Regions from separate parts of the Triticum aestivum genome. Here region 1 is linked to region 2. The links are chromatin contacts, called in public Hi-C maps. All regions are on one chromosome and are shown on one strand. The core of a region is the stretch at or near the end of the contact, and the rest is flanking DNA. Distances in the headings are between cores, read along the strand shown.

Region 1 (6,819 bases), core at 2,548-5,047, 320 kb after region 2:
GTTTTTCTTTCACTTATGAATCATTTTGTGGTTCACTTCTTGATGGAAGTAGTCATCCCCGCGAGCACTCCGATGATACCGAGAACAACATTGGTGGTGGGATCAAAGAGGATTCAACATGATATGCACTTGGACAGGTGGGAGATGTTGGCAAAGGAAAGGTGGCGCGTCATATCATGGTAGAATTCAAGCAAATCTTCGTAGTAATTTGGTGAGAGAGGGGTCATCATAGGAGGGAAGACTATATGTAGTTCCAACATAACAATTATGTAGTCACCGGGTTGTAGTTATCAACATGGTTAATTTTATAGTTACCAAGTTGTATATGTTATAGAAACATGATTATTGTAGACCGACTTACCCATTATTTGGTTATAGAAAATCGTTGAAAACATACTTCAGCAAACTATTTGTGTAAATAACATGATAATATAGGCTCCCAGACCTGATAATTTAGATGCAAACACCACGATGATTTTGACCCGTGAGAAAAAGTTGTTGAAAACATACCACCAATAACTTCTAAGTAATAGCATGGTAAGATACGTCCCCTGACCTAATAATTTAGCTACAAACACCATGATAAATTTGACCCGTGGAAAAAGGTTGATGAAATTAAAACATACCACCTATAACTTCTAAGTAATAGCATGGTAATATACGCCCTCGGACCTGATAACTCAGGTATACAAACACCATGATAATTTTGACCCGGAGAAAAAGATATTAAAAACATACAACCAATTGCTTTTTGTGTAAATAGCATGATAATATAGCCTCCCGAACCTGGTAATTTAGATACAAACACCACAATAACTTTGACCCGTGGAAAAAGTTGTTAAAAACATACCACCGATAACTCCTATGTAAAAGCGTGATAATATATGCATCTGGATTTGATAACTTAGGTACAAACATCACGATAGCTTTTGACCCGTGGAAAAAAGTTATTGAAAACATACTCTATAAATAACATGGTAACACATGCTCCCGGACCTGATAACTTATGTACAAACACCACAATAACTTTTGACTCGTGGGAAAAAGTTATTGAAAACATACTCTGTAAATAACATGGTAACACAGGCTCACGAACCTGATAACTTATGTACAAACATGGCGATAATTTTGACCCATGATTTTTGTTGTTGAAAATACATGCACAACTAAGTTGATAACTTACTTAGTCCAGACGTGATAACTTTTGACCGGGAGGGGGAGGGACTTGTTAAAAAACACCCTTCGGTAATTCGTGTGTGAATATCATGGTAATATACACACAACGGAGTTAATAAACTTAGTCTACGCCTGATAACCTTTTGACCGAAAGAAGTTGTCGAAATATACCAACATGAGATCTAGTCTCGAAGGCCTTGTCGCAGCGATTTTTCATGTGAAAATGGTTTTTGTACCAGAGCGGCTGTTTGAGTTACAAAATATTTTAATTTTTTTAAATTTTGGTGGAATCCTCCCTGACATTAGCATTTTCAGTTCTCTAGGGCTAGCGCATGTGCATGTGGGAAGAAGGTTGAAGAAATCATTTTTTATGCCTCAATAATTTCTGCGTAAGCAACATGATAACTTACGCTCAACTAGCATCATAACTTGCGTAGCACATGCGTGGTATTTTTTTCTGAAAAAAGTCTGTCGAAACATACTAACACAGGGTCTAGTTTCGAAGATCTCTCCTGACGGATCTTGTATGTGAAAATAGTTTTTCGATCTAAGTGACAATTTGAGCTACAAAATATTTTAAAATTTTGAAATAGGGAGAATCTTGGATAACATCATAGTTTTGTCGTCTAGTGCATATATGCATGTGCACATGAGAAGAAAAGTTAAAATACCATCTTTTTATGCCCGGTATTTCCTATGAAAACAGCTTGGTAACTGTGTGTCACAGTCGTGATAACTTAAGTAGCACATGCGTGGTAAATTTTTACCCGAAAAAAACCATTAGAACATATCAACATGGGATCTAGTTTCAAAGGTTTCGTTGCGATGAATCTTTTATGTGAAGACAATTTTTCAATACGGCCGATGGTTTGAGCTACAAAACATTTTGATTTTCAATCTCCAAAAAGAATCTGCTGACATCATCTATTTCGTTTTTTCTACATGGATGTAATTAGAAGATTTTAATTAAACAAGGATTGATGAAAACACAAATAGAAAAGCATGCATGCATACATGGGAGGTCGTGTGAGGGAGATAGAAAGGATCGTCCGGATATGTCCCCTAAATTCCAAACGTTAGGATGTTAGTCATGTCCTTTAAATATTAACGTAGATCGGCGGCTGAAAATCTACGTGCCCCATTCCTGCGTGCAAAAGAGGACAAAGTTGCGGTAATGTTACCTACGTTCGCTCACTGGGAGAGGGGTGGCAGTGAACCATGTGTGATGGCAATTTTAGAAGCTGTTTGGTTCCCGGCCACAGTTTGCCAAGCCAAAATTTGGCAGCCACAGTTTGACAAGCATGTGTTTGGTTTTTTGTCACACTTTGGCTTGCCACACTTTATTGCCCCTATGGCCCACTTGTTAAAGAGACAATTTTTTTACCAACTTTTGCCAAAGTTTGGCGTCCAATTTCTTAGTCACACTTGTGTGGCTTGCCATATTTGTGTGGCTAGCCACACTTTGGCTTGGCCACACTAGTCTTCAACCAAACAGACCCTAAATTTCGATAAGAGATAAAACAGGGACAATTTTTAAATGAAAATTATTTTCAAGAAGAAACTGATATATTCTCTGAAAAGAATGCCATCCCTCACCACTTTATCAAAACTAAAACTGTCACATAATCGTTATGTGCTACCTTCATAAACGAACGTTCTAAAGTTACAAGGATCCCAAGATTATGGGTCCAGGCTTGTTGAGGAATTCGTTCGAGGAAAGTGAAGCGGCAAAATTGATCTCAGAGTAAAAGTGTTTTACAAACCAAACTGTTTTAAAAAAAAATCACATCGTTGACCCTTTTGTGCAGCGCCCGATAGTAAGACGTTGCACCCTACTGTGCAGCTCCTTACATGTAGACGCTGCACTATGACGCCTGAGTGTTAGGCGCCGCATCTATCAGACGCTGCACATTAAAGGTTAATTCGGTGAAATATTTTTAAAAACGGTTTAGTTTGTGAAATAGTTTCGTGAGATTAAATTTGTGCCTTTTGCCACGTGAAGCGTCACGTTTCCAATGAGTCGCATCAGCCGGCCAGCCGTGTCGGGAACTAGGAGCAAAGTCACTTGGGTTCTAACGCGTGGCGCGGCGACACGTAATCGCGGGCCCACCGAGCCGGACGCGGACGGCAGCGGCGTTCACCTCACAGCCGCACCCTAAAGCCAGCTACGCCTCGCTCCAGAGACCGCAAACGAAGCTCTAGAACCTGCAAAGATTCCCCTGCCTCACGCCACAATCATATACGCGGCCCTACCACGGTACACCACTCACCAATCATTTTAGCCCATACAAAAAATTGCATCATCGGGCCATTTAGGTACACACTCTCGTGTTTGTTGTCATCGTTTCATTTTTTTTCTTTCAAATTTCTAATTTTCTAATAACGGAAGAGATTTCCTTGCTGGGGCCTGAGCCTCCCCAGCGTCGTGTGCTGTGCTCGTCATCCATCATTGAGCCTTCTACGCATCCTTTTGCTGGCAAAGGACATATGCTCTGTGTGTGACCAACTGACCATAACGCACGATGAGTAGTACTCCTACCACGAGTAAATAATTTTTCGAATTTCGACAGTGTCACAGCATTCGTGTTGCTGTATCCAACTCGACTACCTTGGACACCGAAAGCCTCGTCCGGTTCCCAGTTCTCAGCCTGCAAAAGTCCGCCCACGCCGGAAGAATGGCGAAGCAAGGAGGCAAACGAGGATTTGCGGCATGTTGCTGCGCTCGCCCCGCCTCCCCCACGCGTCCCTCCACGCCACGCACTCGCGCTCGCGCTCCCCGCCCGCCTCCTCCTCCTCCTATTTAGGCGCGCCCCTCCTCCCCGCTCCATTCTTCCGCACCAACTCGAATCTCCCACTCCCAACCGCCCGGCGGACCTTCCCGAGCCTTCGCCACGCAATGGCAATGCAGTTTCCCCCCTCCGGGGACGACGCGCGCGAGGCGGACGCGCTCCTCCCGCGGAGCGACTCCGCCGGCCGCCGCCGCTCGTCGCCCGTGCAGTCCGCGTCCCCGAGGCCCCAGGGCTCGGCCGGCCCCAGGAGGCAGTCGTCCTTCCGCCACGACGTCGGCCATGCCGCCTCCGAGACCTACCTCGTCACGCGCCTCACCTTCACCCTGCTCCAGTACCTCGGGTAATCACCGAAATTCCTCGCTAGCTACTCCACTGTCTCAATCGCCACGAGGCACTCCAACTCGAGGGCGATCGCTATGATGCAACACGCACGGTAGTGGTGATGGTTTTGATGCTCCTGTAGCGACCCAAAATTTCAGTTCTACTTGGAAACTTCCTTATGCCCGGAGGTCGTTGAGATGGCTGAGTTGCCAAGGCAGCTTCATATCAATCCCTATGGAGAAGCCAACTCCACAAGGTTGTTTGATCACGCAATTGCGTGAGGGACATGGACTAGAATTAAGCTTCGGGGACCACATAACTGTTTCCCTGTCGTGCGGGCTTTGTCTTTGCATAACAAACCATTTGTTCAGAAACAAATAAAAAACCTGTATCCATCTTGATTTGAAGATCTTGGCCCTTTTCGTTGTAAAAGACGGAACAAGGAGGGGATCGCTTTTATCTGCCTTAGAATCGTGTTTCGCATCTTTGCTACTACAACAATACAGCTATTTCTGTCATAACCGTCTCCAAGAGATGCATCGGGGGGACGATCTTGCAAGCAGTTCTGCTGAAACATAAATAAGCCTGTCATGTATTCACTAGAGTAGTTGGTTGTGTGCATCCTAGCGGCGCAAAGCCAGGTTGTGTGCTCATTGTGTTTGTATCCCTTTGATGCTGCATTATGAGTCCGTACTGAAAATTGCTGGGAATATATTAAGGAAATTTATTTTGAAGTATGGCATGGGGAGGCCATGCAAATTCTTGCCCTTATTGTAGTTCAAAACTACGTCCATCTTGATAGGTTAAGATTCACTGACAATTTTCACCCTTTTTGTCAGAATGTAGTGATGAATAGAATCACTGTTGATATTTTTCTGTTCCCGTTCTAATTTTATTATTATTCAGGTTAGGTTACCGCTGGATGAGGCAGCTTCTTGCCCTTGCAGTCTATGCCATTCTACTTATGCCAGGTTTTTTGCAAGGTATATTGCAGACAGGTTACCATTTCAGGGATTGCGCTATTAGTTTTTGTTATGCACATCAAGGAGCATGTGGATGGATATTCTTTGTTATTTCTGATGTTCATGAGGTCTTCTGCTTCTTGAATGGACCCTTGGATTGTTGGCTCATTTCATTAGAATATGGTATCATCGATATCCTATAGCATTCTGAAAACATTCTTTTCTTACTGCAGTTGGATATTACTATTTCTTTTCAAGTCAGGTTCGTAGAAGTATAGTTTATGGAGAACAACCGAGAAACAGGTTAGATTTGTATATACCCAAAGATAATAGAAGACCCTGTCCCGTGGTGGCCTTTGTAACTGGTGGGGCCTGGATTATTGGGTGAGCTGATATTTTTGCAACTACGCATTCCGTTAATCCTTCACGGCGACTTCATTTGTTGACAACCTTGCTCGAAATTCAGTTACAAGGCATGGGGTGCCCTTCTTGGCAGGCGGTTGGCTGAGAGAGGAATCATAGTTGCTTGCATTGATTACAGGTGCTGCTTGATTTCCGTTGAAATCACTCCATATTATTTTGTTAATAATATGAAACAATTGTTTCACTTTTTATTTGCTTGACACAATATTCACACGTCTATTTTCAGAAATTTTCCTCAAGGAACAATAAGTGACATGGTTAGCGATGCTTCTCAGGGGATCTCATTCGTGTGTAACAACATTGCTAGTTATGGAGGTGATCCTAATCAGTAAGATAACCATTTTTTTGTGTGTACGAAAGTGACTTTTGAATGACCACAAAGAGCAGTTTTTCCCTTAGGCTAAGTTTACGTGCCAATTCATGTCATTTGCTTAAGAAGATGCATGATTCGGTTAACCGATGATTGTCAGCTAGATAGCCACAAATTATTGATGAATTATTCAGGAAACTTGACCTCTTTTTATACACTGGACACTTCTTAGAACTTTACTTAAAGCCCTTGTGCTAGCTTAAGTTTTATAAATATTTACATGTCATTTTGCATTATGTTGATGGCATATATTTACATCATTCTGTTTATTATCATTACTGATACCTTCCACCATAGTGATGTTTGTATATGCACGGCATTTCAGTTATCATAACTCTGTATGACCTAGTTGATTTTACGATAAACTTGTAGGATCTACTTGATGGGTCAGTCAGCAGGAGCACATATTTCAGCATGTGCCCTAATGGAACAGGCAGTAAAAGAGTCTAGCGGACAGCCCATTTCTTGGAGTGTTACACAAATCAAGGCATACTTTGGTTTATCTGGAGGGTGAGATCTTAGGTTCCTTGCTGGTTAGTCTTTTGTGCATGACTATTCAACTACTTGTGGAACTTAAGATAGTACAAGCATCAGAGCTCCTGTAAGCTGTGATGACATTTTAGGGGTTTTGGTTTTAGAATACTCCTTAAAACCCATAACCAAAGGTTAAATTTCATATTGTTCACAGAATATTTGAGTGATTGCTCCTGGAAGATATTGACTTCAGATATTTGGCCAGATACTGGGTACACATTAGGTTGCCCTTTTGTGTATTCAA
Region 2 (7,257 bases), core at 1,092-3,591:
GCATGCAAGCTAAAAGAAAGCATACAAGATTACACGTTCCACAGACTAACGTAGGTACTATCAAAAGTTGGGAAACTGATACTATAAAGTATAAAACGGATGGTTTAGTTCAATTTACGCAGGGAGGGCACTAAGATCTTGTTTGTACAAAAACCAAGGACCAATCATCCTTGACTACTGGTGTTTTGGCGAAACAAAACTTAAAACACTGTGTTAATCTGCTCTCACATATGCCTAATTCTGTAATAATCCTGACCATCCATTCGCTTATGATTTTGTTTGAAACTAAACTTCCATTAGGCAAATGAAGGGTCAAGATGAAGGTATTTTCATGAAGACCAGCATGCAGGCTTGGCTAAAGCAAAATATGCTCGGACTAGCAGTTAGTCTGATTAATCTCACTTACAGAAGTGAGCTGTTGTTTTACACTCCATTCAAGTAAGCCTAAAAATAGTTATCTGGTGGAGTACAAGATTGAGATGGATCTGACACTTTTAAGAGATGCACCAACTTAGACAAGACTAAGATATTCAGCAAGGATTGATGTTGACATACATATAGAAAAATTACATGTGATACAGTAATTGCTGACAAAGTACATCTGTCCATTTAAGCCATTTACCCAAGCATTAACAGAAAAATGTAATGACCGCTGATCCAACTGAAGCGAAAGTCTGCTTTGTGCTGGTCCAGCAGAATCAGCACCTACAAAATCCACGAAGATCAGATTGACAGGTGAAGATGGCTACAACTTACTAGGTGTTCAGTGTAGAGAGATGATACGATACGAGAATATGCTTGTTATCACCTGGATCATGAGGTATTGCATTATCATTAGCAGCTGTAGATTCTCGCTCTGTTGATGCTGGAAACTGAGAAGAGCTGGCTGAGGACATTCCTCCAGCAACAAAATCAGGACCCTATAACCAAACACAGGATAAGAAACAAACCTAAGCTCTTATAAAACCACGTTATGCATATAAAAATAGAAGTATACCCCAAAAAGGAGACAGAAAAAACATATTAAGGCAGTCACCATCACAGCTTTAATAGCAGTGGAATAATAAAAGGAAGATGGTTTGTGAAATTACAGCAGATATCAGTGACATGATTTGGTTGGAACAAAATAAAAAGATACATGGGAAAAACGTTACAGAAGGTCTTCCTTAAAGAAAGAGGCCGTATATAGATACAACGATTTCAACAATGTAGGTAGTCCTAAAACAAATAAAGCCCCAATGTAGAACTTCAAATTTTATTTTACTTTTTTGCGAGGAAATGTAGAACTTCAATTATTTTGCCCTGCTCCCTATTTCGTACTGCAATAATTTAATCAATTCCTTGCCATTTACAACTTTGATGGCCGTATGTACAATGTTCTAACTAGCACACTGGCAGAGGCCATAGAGTCAAATTGGGCAGAGATCAGGATCGCTCAAATAGGCAGAAACAAATTAGAAGCACAAACAGCTAGACCAACTACGCGGACTGATTACTGAGCATTTGAAATAGAACTAATCAAGCTTGTATGAATCTCAAGGAGTGAAATCCAAAAGGTGGGAACCGTTTGGCAGCTGCGGTTTTGTTCTAGACAAGTTGAAGGGCGAGGTTAGGTCTGAAACAAATCACCGAGGAGGCAATAATGAGGTGAATTACTTGAGGGGAAGGAGGCGAATCTTGGCGACATTGCTTAGCCACAAGCTGAAAACCGGCGGTAAAGGAAGACATGAGCGCAAGGAGGCGAGGATCTTGAGAGACCCTAACGAATTCCACCATAAGTCAGGCACGGCCTAGTCCCACAGCACTCAGTATCCCCCTCGCATCGCACATGTTCATCATCTATTGTCTCTCTCGCCAGTGAGCTGAAACTTTGAGCTCATGGCCAAACAATCTTGGGGGGTCATGTGGCGGGGGCGGCAGCAAGCGGGGCGGTTGTGTGCAGTGCGGGGAGCCAAATCGGGTGTGGGGATTAGCGAAGTCAAATGAAGTAGAGCTCCACTACAGAACAGAAGAGAAGAGAACACCAAGGGAGATGAGTAGTACTAGTAACTGGTGAGAAGCAGAGGCAGCAGCAAAACCTAACCTGCGTAAAATAATCCAGGGCCGCTTGGAACGGAGCCGGTCGCGGATTCCGATACAGTGGAGCCACGGGAAGGGGAGAGAGAGGGAGGGAGGGCGAGGGAGCCAGCCCTCCTCGAATCTAGACTTGGGCAATCTCCGACGCAAAGGCAGCAGCAGCACAGGGAGAGAGGAAGAAGACTGACCCCCTCCCTGCCTGCTGTCTCCTTCTCCTCCCCTTCTTTTTTTTCTCCTCTGATTTTTTTTCTTTTCTTTTCTTTTGCAATGCAGGCCATTGGTTATGTCGTTATGACGAACGCCCACTGCCCCACACGCCACGAAAGCGACCAGTGCGGGGGGCCCGCGACTATCGACGGACAGTTCAGGGGCGACATCGCAACATTGAAGGGTTCCGTGGTGCCAAGTGACAAGATGCCCCTTTTTCCTTTCTTTTCTTTTCTTTTTCTGTGACCGATAAAAAGACGTACACCACGAGTAAAAAGGGGGGAAATTCGAGTGGGGAGGAGGAGCTAAAGCAAACCGCACCAGATCTCTCTGCAGTGCGACGCCAGATCTGCGCACCCTCAATTAAACTTTCGATCTATTTACAAATGTTTCACGGGACGCGTTTGCGGGATCTATTTCGTGTTGGAGGGCTCGCTTTCTCGCAAATACAATAATAAGCACATATTTATCAAGTTCGTCAAGACAAGTTCATCATCATATATATACATGACTAATTGATCATCATACTAGTTCATCACCTCCAAAATCATGCGCAACAAATGAGGTATCAAGTTTAGGTTCATGAATGCGCAATAGAACAAGGCAAAATATGTTCAAACGACATAGATCAATCAAGCAACATTCTCAATGTTGCGAAGAACGTCGCCACCAACACCGCCCCTAACACCTTCATCACCATAATTCAAATTGACCGGAGAGCTCGCACCACCATCTTCATGAACTTGAACCGGGGAGCTCGCACCATCATCTCCATGAACTTGAACCGGAGAGCTCGCACCACCATCACCATCATTCTTGGACCAGAAAATTGAGCACGACCACCATCACCACCATTCACTTGGCTTGCCAAAGCACCACCTCCCATGCCGAAGCCACCATCACCGCCGCCACCACCCATGCCGAAGCCACCACCACCATTGCCGAAATAAAAGCCCCCTACAAACCCAACACGACCACCGGCCATAAGATTTTGGAGCTCCACCTTCCTCCGGAGCATGATCTCCATTCTTTTCAGCTCCCAAAATTCTCTTACCATTGCGTCCATGCCCTCCGGATTCATCATCATGAACCGTCCTCCTCGGCGGTCATCTCGTCCTTCCTCTTTTGCTCCTTAGGAAGAGCTTGCGCTCCTCGAAGGCACATCTCTTTTGCCATTTCTCCTCCTTGTGATTCTCTTTCTTCTCGGCCATGGCAACTTTTGCATCCCAATGCTTGGCTAGCATAGCCTCCTTCATCTTCGCCATCTCATCAATTTGATCCCTCAAACCGATTGCCTCGGAAGTCCCGTTGACTCTTGCTTTCTCCTTCTTGTTTCCATCTGTCTTGCCCTTGTTTCTTCCTCCTCTTAGTGCATCATCACTATCATCATCATCCACAACCTCCACTTTCATGCCTCTCTTTGGAGGGGATTCCTTGTCCCTCACCCTCCACTTCTCATTATCCCGGAGCCATTTCCAACAATGTTGAAGATTGAATGACCGGTCATTGGAGGCCGGGATTTTCTTGTAGTACTCATTGGCGATGCAATCCTACACATAAACATTGAGAAAATTGTGAGCTCATAATCTTCCTATGCACACGACTAGGGACTTAAAGATGAAATGCTCACATAATCACCAATAGTGGAGCCACTTGGTTTTGCACTCCGCACTTGCTCCAAGAATCCGTACCAACGGGAGCAAGCATTGTTGATGGTGTCCCAACGGCCTTGAAGGCCCTTCCAAGCTCCGGCCGGATGGGAATGGCATCATTTGATGAAAGTTGTGTTCGATCCTTTGCCAATAGTTTCCATAAGTATGATCCTTGCCGGTGATGGAGTCAAGAGAGATGCTTTCCCATGCTTTAACTAAGCACACATCCTCCGTCTCTGTGTAGTTGTCGGTCCTCCTGAACCGAGTATCATAGTCGGGCTCCAGGATCTCTTGCACATCATCTTCATTCTCATCGTGCACCTCCGCATCGACCTCAACATATGATGCATCAAAATCGCCAAGAGGGGCACTCAAATTCATCGTGCTCTAGGCCAACATCTCTGTATATGTGTAGGGCACATTTTGGCTACAAAAGTCGATGGCTAAAGCTCAATCAAGTGTTCCCAAAGGCCGAAAATGAAGATGACCGATGCAAAGCAAGCAAGAGATTTTTTTTACCCCCCGATCATTTCATCGAACACGTTGTGGGTGTGGCCGGCGGCTTGGCCGTCAATGTGGATGCCGGGGACGGCTGTAGGCGAAGGAGGTGACCGACCCCTTGACGCAATCGCCTTCTTCCTTGGAGGCTTCGCCCGCGCGCCGGCAGGGCCGGTCGAGGCGGTCTTCTTTCTCTTGAGCGGAGGACGTGGAACCGGAGCATGGGCGACACTCGATGCTGCCACGCCGAGTGCATCGCTTTGAACGAGATGGCTCCCTTGCCGCTTCCTCTTGAGGGCGGCGGCGGTGGCGGGAATTGGAGAGGCAGCAGGAGGAGTGGGAGCAGTGGGAGGCCCAGGCGGGCGGACCGATGGCAGTGGCGGCAGAGGCGTACCATAGTATGGCGCACCCAGGGGCGATGGTGGCTCATCCGCCTGAATTTTGGCGCGGCGCGGCCATACGGCGAGGTCGGAGGACGGATGGGCGGCGACATCGGGGTAGGAGACGAGAAATGGAAGCTGGTGGAAGTGGTTCGCGCCAGCTGAAAGGGGATCCAGCAAAATCAAGGGGATTCCCACACATATGGAGGAAATGGGCTCATGAATGCAGGATCCGCCAAAAAAATCTGGGATGACCCGATTTGGCGGATCTGCTTGAGCCGGCGATAAAGGATGTATCCCGTAAACCGGCGGTTATTTTAGCGGATGACCTGGTTTGCGGGGTCTGCCAGAGATGCTCTAAAGCCCCATAGGACCAGCGTACCAGAGTAGCAATCATCGACGATGAAGAAAGTCATAGATCAGAAGGATCAAATATGTAAACACCCACACGAAGACAAATGAAGACCGGATCCGAACAGATCCACCAAAGACTAGCACCTACCGAATCCCGCGAGATTCGACAGAGACAAACCTTCACACGCCCTCCAGCGATGCTAGATGCACCATCTAGACGGGGGTAGAATGTGAGAGACATTATTCCTACTAAGAGACATTACCGCCACCACATAGCCCCAACCAAGACGCTGGATTTAATAAGAATGAGAACGGGGATCCTCCCATCCGCGGCCGATTCCTCCAATGACACTAGCAGTGGCTGAACTAGAATGCAAGCGGACCAGTAGAGATTTGAATGGCAGAGCGTGCACGACCAGGTGGTGGTACAACTTGTGTTGTTGGTATGCACGGAAGAGCCGGTACCGAGCAGTCGACGCATTTAAGTACTTTGAGAGAAAGTATAAGGTGCATCTGTTGGCATTCTAGGAACCAGGGTACCCAGACTTGCCTACATGCGGCCCACGGCGTGGCTCCCTTGACGGCCTGGTACATCCGATCTTCAGCAACGACGAGTCAAGACCCTCGCAAGGGGCCAAGCCTCGTGAGGCGGACGACACCAAGACCTCCCGAAGGAGCGGCTTCCCCAGGTGGCCTCCTGAGGAGCGGAGATTTCTATGCAAGCACCCACCTCATGAGGCTGAGGTGACGCCAGCCATGGTGACCAAGGCCAGGCGCGCGCCAGCGGGCACAGAGCGACAAGTTTCCTCTTTGGTGCTAAGGAGGCAAGCACAGGCGCAGAGTCCTAAGGAATCAACCAAAGGTTACCGTTTGCATGCAACAAGACCACGACCGCCAGAACGGTAGGATGTATGTCATCGCTGAGCCCACCATTACGTCACGACCAGAAGCTTTGCAGGCAAAGACCACCTTTCATCAGGATAAGATGTACTACTTGTCCCCCTTCAAAATTGGCCACTGTGGGATCCCTTCCCGCCTAAGTTTTGGGGGAAGAGGACCGAGGCCACTATAAGTATAGCCTAGCCACCACCATATGAGGGATCGGACCCCCGGAGGTCAAACCCCTTGAGCTCATTCCACCCATAGAGCAGACCTCGCAAGGCTGTTCGTCCTTGTACTAGTTCATCCTTAGCCCCCGCGAGGCTAATCCACCACAAAGCAGGAGTATGGTTTTACACCGCAAGGTGGTCGGAACCTGGGTAAACTGTTGTGTCCATTTCCTTTCCAGTTCATCGAGCGAGGTCGTGAGAGCAGTGAGTTGGCTAGCTAGAGAAGTTGAGTTCTTCACACACGCCCCAGAGTTCGAACCTTTCTTGGGTCTACGGAGCTCGGAATCCGACATTTGGCGCGCCAGGTAGGGGGCGTGTCGAAGCCTGTCTTCCATCAGTTGTTTCGCCATCGCTCTGCTATTCTCATGGCGGACTCTCGTCGAGTTTGTGCCGAGCATCAGGCAGCCCTCGCTGCACGCGTCGCTCAGACGACGCCTGCGGGCAATGGTGCTCCCCGCCCTTCCCCGTCGCTTGTGGCCAACGCTGCCACCGGCCCCATGAACCACGAGTAGCCGGACTCGTCACTGCCGCCCTCCATGCGACGCGACGGCCGCACCACCACTCCATCGCTGACCCCGATCGCTGCTCGTCTTTCCATGCTCGTCGTAGGCCGGCAAAAACACAGTCGGCACTTCTCATGGCGCATGAGCTTCTGCGCTACCGTCCGGCCGATGGCCTCTACAAGGACAGGCCGGACTGCATCGCCAAGCTTGTTGGTGCTGCTGGAGAGGCTCCTGTGCTGTCTCGTTCACTGCCTGGTGGGTGACGTGTCTCACGCGCGCCTCCTCCTCCTCTCCAGCAAGATGTCATCCCTGAGCCAAGGCGTGAGGCCCCTCGGCGTGACCTACCGCGCAGGGCGCCCACGCACGATGAAGAAAGCTGTCGGGTTGTGCAGCGGCCCCAGGGAGAGGCGCATGCGCTCCCAGCTCCTCTGGCGCCCCCGCATCAAGACCGCGTGCAACCCGAGGTGGTTGCATGTGG

Evidence for each region. Hi-C and Micro-C count contacts between places; a contact is called where the count stands out from the background.
Region 1: a Hi-C map of leaf shows a contact between it and region 2, with 7 times the contacts expected there. The contact joins the promoter of LOC123070211 here to the promoter of LOC123070208 in region 2. A contact is called at or near these places in 5 of 5 Hi-C or Micro-C datasets (leaf, root and an unstated tissue) and 1 of 1 datasets of contacts at active chromatin or transcription factors (leaf).

What each region holds. Positions count from the first base shown.
Region 1 is chr3B:431,247,678-431,254,496 of IWGSC CS RefSeq v2.1, forward strand. LOC123070211 (probable isoprenylcysteine alpha-carbonyl methylesterase ICMEL2) reads left to right here and starts at 3,798. Exons shown (of 11, transcript XM_044493286.1): 1 at 3,798-4,305; 2 at 5,193-5,269; 3 at 5,482-5,632; 4 at 5,715-5,789; 5 at 5,898-5,999; 6 at 6,414-6,551. The coding sequence starts at 3,887.
Region 2 is chr3B:430,928,987-430,936,243 of IWGSC CS RefSeq v2.1, forward strand. LOC123070208 reads right to left here and starts at 2,342. Exons shown (of 9, transcript XM_044493283.1): 1 at 2,084-2,342; 2 at 809-920; 3 at 623-705. The coding sequence starts at 896.